Linked DNA regions of Rattus norvegicus: region 2 is linked to region 1. A link is a contact called in public Hi-C data. All regions are on one chromosome and are shown on one strand. The core of a region is the stretch at or near the end of the contact, and the rest is flanking DNA. Distances in the headings are between cores, read along the strand shown. Region 1 holds the start of Ube2v1 (ubiquitin conjugating enzyme E2 V1). Region 2 has its middle 37 kb from the start of Ptpn1.

Region 1 (3,963 bases), core at 394-2,893:
TTCGTGTCATGTGAAGCAAAAGCGACTAGCTGGAAAACTTGGCATCTCCAGAGCCGGTTACAATAGGGAAGACGGAAGGCTCTGAAGCCAAGGAGACCCTGTGAGGTTCCAGCAGCCTTGAGAAGAGCCAGAGCCACACTAGGGAGGTCCTGCATGTGTCGTAATGTCAGATTGAGGCTGCCGTAGTATTGTGGACTCAAACCTGGAGATACACCTCGGCAAGCAGGTACAGCACTGGGACACAGGGAAAGCCTCCATAAATACAAGGCCACAGACAGGTCATGGGCCCCAGCTCTGGGTGCAGAGCCTTATGAATTGTGTAGTCACCCTTCCCAGTCTGTCTAGAGACCTGGTTCCCTCTGTTCTGTGGAACACACTCCTTCTAGTCTGGTGTGCATCTTCTGCACTGGATGAGCTTACCACATACTTCCTCACGAGAGGTGACTGAACCAGGCGAGGGTCTCCAGCTTCCTTGTTCCTCTGCTGGTCCTGGTAGCAGTGTAACCTGCAGCCCAGCTGGCTACTTCATCCTTTATATCCACATCCCCTTAGGGCCTTCACATCAAAGGTGGCTTGGTGATGGGTTTGCTCTGAAAGCAGGTCTCCGGAAAGTCTGTTGGAATGGGACCGGGACAGGAGGCCTTTCCTGATTGTTCTGCTGCCCATTCATAGGTTTACCCCCTATCTTATTGTAGGTAAAAACGTATGTTTATTTATATTTGTTACTCGTTCTCTGTCCAACTAGAACGTAAGTACTTGAGAAGAGTAATCTCACTTCGCAGAGATGTTGCCATCCCCAGCACCTAGCTCAGTTCTCCCACATAATAGATGTGTAATAAATATCTGGGTGAATGAATGCTTAAATCTAAGAGTGGAAAATTGCAGAGCTAGGGATCTGGCGCCTTTAGTAAAGACCATGCACAGCAGACACAAAGCCCTGGGATCAGTCTCTAAGAACTCTGAAACCAGGTGTAACACAAGCCGGCAACCCCAGCAGGAGGTGGAAGCAAAAGAATCAGACGTTCAAGGTCATCCTCTGTCTAATGGCTCTAGGACAGCTGAGTTGAGATCTTGTCTCAGACAAAACCCCTAGACAAACAAAAAGAAAGCCCGCCTCAAGGAAGGTAGGTTCTCGACTCCCTAGCTGCACCTTGTCCCTGCATGCCCCAGAGCTGCAGCAATGCTGGAAAGATTGTAGTGGTCCACAATTTTACGTATTCAGGCCTTTCGGTGTGTTTTTCTTCAGATACCCCATAACAAAGATCACCTGGCTTGGGTTCAAATTCTGACTCAGCTACTTAACAGTTGAGATGAACTTCATCTCTCTCAGTTTCATTTTCGCTACTGGTGAGGACTGGAAACAGCCTGGGAACAGGCGCAGGGTTCCGCAGCCCTTCCCCCTTCTGCTCTCCCGGAAGAGCACGGTCACCCGGGGGCCCTGGCGCCGAGCACCTGCACTCTTCCCCCACGCCCGGGCTGGGCGGAGCTTGCAGGTTACTCCGCCCTCGTGCTCGCTCACTGAAGACTCGGGCAAAGCCCTTCCCGCCCGGCTCCTGCGACCCCGAGCGGGCGTCAGCGGCACCGTCTGCGCCTGCGCTTACGTCTGCGCCTGCGCACCAGCGCCCGAGAAAAACTCAAGGGGGGGGTGAAGAAGGGGCCGGCCTTCGAGCGACAGCGACGCAAGATGGCAGCCACCACAGGCTCGGGTGAGCGGGGGCGCCGGGCGTGCTGGCAGACGGAGCGCGGGCTGCTTGGGCTGAGTCCGGGGCTAGCGGAGGCCATACTGGCTTGGCCGGGGCTCCGCGCTCTGCCAGTGGCTGCGTTTCACTGAGCGGCCGGGCCTAGAACGAGCAGGCGGCGGCCGGAAGCCCGGGCGGGGGCAGCCGGGCCGTGGGCGGTGCGGCCAAGCCGGAGGCTCAGGCGCCTCCGGGGGGCGGGGGGTGGAGGAGAGGCCGGCAGAGGGGCCGAGTGTGCTAGGGAATGCCCGGGCGAGGTCCCACTGGGAGCTGGCCTGAGCGACTGGGAGCTGGGGGTGCCTGGCGGGGGAACGCGGGCGCAACCCTAGGGAGCACAGGAGGAGATGGAGCCCCACGGGCGGCAGGCGAGGCCGCCCGGGGCCCCGCGCCAATTTAGGGTCGGGGCTGTGAGAGGGAGAGCATCATGGTGGTCGCTTCCCCTGGAAATCGGGGCACCTGCACGGGCTGAGCCAGGCGTCTGCAGTGGGAGCAGGCCTGGGTTGCAGAGACCAGGGATAGATTTCAGAAGGCGCGCTGAGAGCCGAGCGCCGCGTTGGATGGGCGCGAGCAGGTGCCTCGGAAGCCCTGGTCTGTGTGTTGGGGGGGAGGTCTGTTGGGCCGTGTCGCCGTTGGGAAAGCTTCTGCGGTGGGGAGAATGGGATGGGGTGCAGTCCCGCAGATGCTTCTTTTAGAGAAAAACCTCTTCCTGCACGGAGCGGATGGAGGAAGTGATTGTCACTCCTTCTACTCCTTCGGATAATTGGGGAAAATATGTAGGTTCAACTCAGAAACTCTCCATTATCTGGTGTGGTAAGAGAGGAACAGTGAAATGAGAACCCTTGGACTAAATGGAAGGGATAACAAGAGGGAAAGGGGGTGCTTTTGCGAGAGAAGCTCTGCCGGTCTCTAGTGGGCTAAGAGAAGGGCAGATGGGGAATCTTGAAGGGTCTGCCTTAGTACCAACAACTCGCACTTGATTAAGGGGCATGGAGTCTGGCAGTCTAGAGAAGGTGGAGTGGGTTTGGTGAAGGGGTCTGGGAAGGCAGAAGAGTCTGCTTTTCCAGTGAAGAAGGATTCAGGAGAGACTGGGTGCTCCCTTCTGGTGTGGGTCTGCGCCCTCGGGAGCCTGGTGGTGGAGGTGAGCAAGGGGTAAGGACAGACCAGCAGTGTCTTGGAGCTGCTCAAGAGCCTCAAGAGCAGGTGTTGTGGGGATGGGAAGCAGAGAGGCTCAGCCTGCAGCGATCCACCACACAGTGCCTGTTGTGTCCTGGAGAAAACTACGCAGGGCCAAGTCAGTCCATTCACCAACAAACACATGGTCATGGGCACTTGGGAAGACCAACTCTGAGTCAGGCTGGACTGGGGTGGGATGGAGGGCATCTCCCAGAGCAGTGTCTGGCAGCCAGTACTGGGGTGGCACTGATTGAAATTACTTTAGAACATCTCATGATCCAGTTTGACAGCCACGTCTCACTTCTGAGGCCCTACCCATGCCTCAGGAGTGCAGATAAATACAGTAGCACCACAGCAACTGCTGTGTATGGAACCCAAAGGAACTTGGGCTGGGATGTGGTGGCTTCATGCTAGAGTGTTTTGCTAGCAAGTTGGAGGCCCTGAGTTCTATCCCTCTCACCACAAAAAGAAGCAAGTGCACTTAGCACAGGTTAGGTAACATAAGACAGACTTCAAGGCACCCTGAAACAGGCTTTCCACAAAGTCTCTCTATTCCACAGATGGTTACTGGGCCTGTTGTGTCCTGTTATGGTAGCAGACAAGGTAGACAGCACTATCCTTAGGCTTCATTCAAACCAGACAGAAGGCCATTTGGGATGGCAATAAAGTGACCCCAAATGTAGGAAGTGCATCTGAAGTGTGAGGTGGTGAGTCAGTCTGAAGAGGAGAGGACAGGCTTCTCTCAGGGGCGACATTGGAACTGAGACTAGTGGTGGGAAGAGCAAGTCCTGTGGCCTATGATGATGGCTGCGGGGAAGGACCATCCATGCAGTGTCGTGTTGGGGACACTTGTGTTGAAAGATGAAATTAAAGGTCATGGGGCCATTGAAGTTTGATGGATGATTTGAGGAAAGAACCAGCTTCCACAAGTTGCCTGCTGACCTCCACGGGTACCTGTCCCCTAACAAAAAGGCCTTGGTAATGAGATGGAGAGAGAGGACTTGGTGCAAGGGGAAGCCAAGGAATAAATGCCTGTTCTGAGCAGGCGTTTGGT
Region 2 (3,963 bases), core at 905-3,404, 260 kb before region 1:
AGTGTATTTGTATACATAAAATAGATAGATAAATCTTTTTAAAAATCAGCCAAGAAAGGGCTGGGGATTTAGCTCAATGGTAGAGCGCTTACCTAGGAAGCACAAGGCCCTGGGTTCGGTCCCCAGCTCCGAACCAAAAAAGAACCAAAAAAAAAAAAAAAATCAGCCAAGAAATGAATACATATGGGAAAATACCATAATAGGAAACCAAGGCAGAGAGAGAGAGTTGGGGGTGGGGTGGGGACCACTTTGTACTGCATAGCTCGCAAGAGTGGAGTCACAACTCTACCCTAGACTGAGTTATAAGGTTAGGACTTGGCTGCCCAAAGACAGAGTGGGTTGTTCTCAGATTCTATGGATGGCCGGACCCCATACCTCCCCTCCTGCAAGCCCTCATGGTCACTGTGTCTCAGGAATTGTTGCTGAGAGAGCCAGGAGGTAGGTGCTAGGCACGTGAGCAGATTCCTGTCCTCCCTCGGGCTCCACGCCCTGTTCTGAGCAAGTTTGTTTTCTTTTTTCCTCTTAACAATGCACCTTGGTGATCCCTCCAGACCAACACCAGGAAAACACGCTTCAGACGTTCCACCGTCTGAACATAAACTGGAACCTCGCTGGGCCCCTGGCCATAGCTGGAGGTGTTTGCAGGCTTCATAGGTAACAAACACCATGCAGTTAACGTCCGTGCACTCAAGACACCGGTCTGTTTCCTCTGATGCATTCCTAGCGGCTCCGCTGTCTGTCATAGGACACAGGCTTTTGTCTAAGTGTTCAAGGTTGAACCTACTCAGGGACATTCAGCCCAGCCGCCAGGGAGGCCCTGGTTCCTCCTGCTTGGAGCCCAGGCCTACTATAGTCAGACTTTATCTCCACCTAGCTGGTGGAGGACATAACTGTCTCCAAGGTCTAGCCTGGAGCATCCATTCATTTTATGTTAGGGCTGGAGTTTTAAAATGCATGTCCAGGGCCAGCGAAGTGGCTCAATGGGTGAGGGAGCTTGCCACCAAGCCCGATGACCTGAGTTCGATTCCCTGGACCTGTATGAAGAAGAGAACAGACTCCTGTACAAGTCATGTGACCACACACACACACACACACACACACACACACACACCACACACACACCATGGCATGCACATGCCTCTTCCCGGCTAAATAAATTTGAAAACATATGTTCTAAGAAATGCATGTGTGGGCCATTTGCCTTGCTTTCTGTAGAGAGGCTGAGGGTTTTTTGTTTGTTTGTTTGTTTGTTTGTTTGTTTGTTTTCCTGTTTTCTATTTCTAAGCAGAATTGTTTCTTTTGTTTATTTTGAGGCAGGAGCTTGCTCTGTAGCCCAAGTGCTGAAATGACAGGTGTGTGCTCCTATTTGGGTTTGAGGGTCTTTATAGGGCTGAGGGAATGCAGACTTTGGTGTCGCATATGTTAGCAATGTGCTCGCTTTAAGCATGATGTATGAAACAAAGACGGAATCCCGTGGGCTGTGGTGGTTCACCCTCTGTTCTGTCCGTGTGCCTTTGCGCTAAAATTATTTATTGACGTCTGTTTAAGGATTTTTTTCGTCTGGAGCTAGAGATGTGGCTCAGGGGCTCACGAAGCCTTGGGTTCGACCCCCAGCAATGCATAAACGCGCTCCGGTGGCTCATGCCTGCAATCCCTATACCTAGGAGGTGTAACAGGGAAGTCGGAAGTCCAAGGCCATCCTTGAGAACCTATCAAGATGGACCGTGAACAGCTGCGGCTCTGATGAACGACGCAGCATCGGACCCACACCGCCCTCCCTGCGATCTTAAGAAGACCCCGCCCACAAGACCGACAACCCGCTCGCTCCAGCCCCATTTTACAGAGAGGCAAGCCGAAGCCCAGAAGAGTCAGGTTTCGCCCGAGGTCTCACGACTACTGGGTGACAGAGTGCTCAACTCCACATCCATACGTCTTTGTCACTTCTGCGGTTACCCTCTGTAAGCCTCCTCATTGCCAAGCTTCTGCCATGGTGAAACTAGAGGGTTCCCACTATCTACCCTGGGCCGGAAGTACATGTAGTTCAAGGTCTCGGTCACTGGGAGGCGCTGGAGACATGTTCCTTGCTTAGTGTGAAGGGCCATAAACAGCCTCCCTCAGGCAAGCGTGGGGCTTGAAGATCCTGCTAGCTGGGGTGGCTCCGGGGCAGAGGGACTATCCCCTGTCACACATGGGCAGCTCCTTCACCTTCCACTCCCCTACAGGGACTTCGGGGTTGCAGAACTGTGTGACTCAGCGCAGTGCAGCTGGGGACGTGTTTTCTGAGGCCTGGGTTCCTGCCTCCATCATTTTTCACTGGGGGCGGGGTCCTACAGAAGTGGTAGCTCTTACCGCTGAAAGAGAGTCCAGGCTCTCTGTAGACTTTTTCATGTGCCCCGTGGTGCCCCGCGGATGAGAATTTCTTTTGCCCAGGTCACATAGGGGACAGAAGCCAACTCTGGCTGGGAGCTTCACACACAAGGACAGCTCAGTGGCCTGTGAGGCAAGGATGGGCGCCAGGCACCATTGCTTTTTACAGAGGGTGGAAGCTCAGAGGGTTCCAAACCTGGCCACCCAGCTCCAGTGTCTGCGCCTCTGACCGCTACGCCCTGTGGTCCAGCAGGAGAACACGCATCATTCGTGCCTCTGACCTTACATCCTCCACTTATACACGATACACCCTTATTACTAGTTTTCTTTTCTTTTTTACATTTATTCAGTGTGTATGTGAGCGTACATACGTACCATTGTGCGTATGTAGAGGTCAGAGGACAGTTGTAAGAAGTCAGTTCTCTCTTTCCCCACATGGGTTCTGGGGATAGAACTCAGGCAGTCCGATTTGGCAGCAAGCCCCTTACCCACTGAGCTCTCTTGCAAGCACTTGCTGTCATTTCCTCACGTTGTCATTTTTGGTGTTTTGAGTCAAGATCTCTCCATAGCCCAGGCTGTCCACAAAATCTTCCTGCCTCCTGAGTGCTGGGATCCCGGGTGCGAGCCACACGCCTGACTTGGTTTCCCCCACTTTTGATGAAGAGCGGGTTTAGAAGCAGTTTTCATTTCCCTGTGGTTTTGTTATGAGGAAAACACGGGTGCCTTGGAAATGGGGAGTGGGGGTCCCCTGGGGCCAAGATCATTGTTTCTGAATCAATTTTGCAAGAAAATCTATAAACACTTTAATGAGAGTTTCCTAATGTTTAATGGGACTTCATTAAGAAATTAAAACCCCAGGAAGACAGCTCACAACTGGAGCCTGCTGCCGCTGAGAGCTGCCGGCCCACGGACTTCCCCAGGACAGAGGGACAATCACCAGGGACAGACATGCTCTCCCCTGCCTCTCATCAATGGTTTCTTCATCTTGTCATGCTTGTCCCATCCTTCTATTTTCTACCAATCTGTCATTCACCTGTCCTTCCACCCACCTACCCATCTATCCACCAGCCACCTACCATCTACCCACTCACCCATCATTCACTATCCACCCACCATCCACCCATCCACCATCCATCTACCCACTCACTACACACACACACACACACCATCTACCTACCCACCCTCCACCCACCAGCTACCCACCCATACAGCATCTACCCATTCAACACACACACACACACACACACACACACACACACACACACCCTCCCATCAACCAGTCCTTCCCCCATCTATCCATCTATTCATCCTTCGCCCACTCACCCACCTGTCATCTGCCCACCAGTTCAGTCCCCACACCTTCCCCATGGGTTCTTTTTGTCTATCAAACCCTAGGCCAAGCCCTCAGGTCACGGGGAAGGCCAGCATCTGATTCCTGCTCTCCAGGAGCCGTCACCCAGCCCCGCAGACATGAGAAGAAAACCAGAGACGAAGACAGAACCAGACAGTGTTTCAGGAAGATTCTGTCTGTCCCTGTCATGGGCAAACTCTCAAATGCTGGAGCCTGTTTTCCTTCTGTGACACGGACTGTGTTTT

Evidence for each region. Hi-C and Micro-C count contacts between places; a contact is called where the count stands out from the background.
Region 2: a Hi-C map of liver shows a contact between it and region 1, with 3 times the contacts expected there. The contact joins the enhancer-like site here to the promoter of Ube2v1 in region 1. A contact is called at or near these places in 4 of 12 Hi-C or Micro-C datasets (Schwann cells, kidney and liver).

Annotation. Positions count from the first base shown.
Region 1 is chr3:176,756,854-176,760,816 of GRCr8, reverse strand. Ube2v1 (ubiquitin conjugating enzyme E2 V1) reads left to right here and starts at 1,643. Exons shown (of 4, transcript NM_001110345.2): 1 at 1,643-1,706. The coding sequence starts at 1,685.
Region 2 is chr3:177,018,327-177,022,289 of GRCr8, reverse strand. No RefSeq gene overlaps it. Among named protein-coding and RNA genes, the nearest start is that of Ptpn1, 37 kb to the left of the region's middle. Within about 2 kb of position 2,154, at least 13 of the 93 cell types and tissues checked have an H3K27ac peak or open chromatin away from gene starts, as enhancers often do. A contact at or near this core is called in liver, where this site is marked.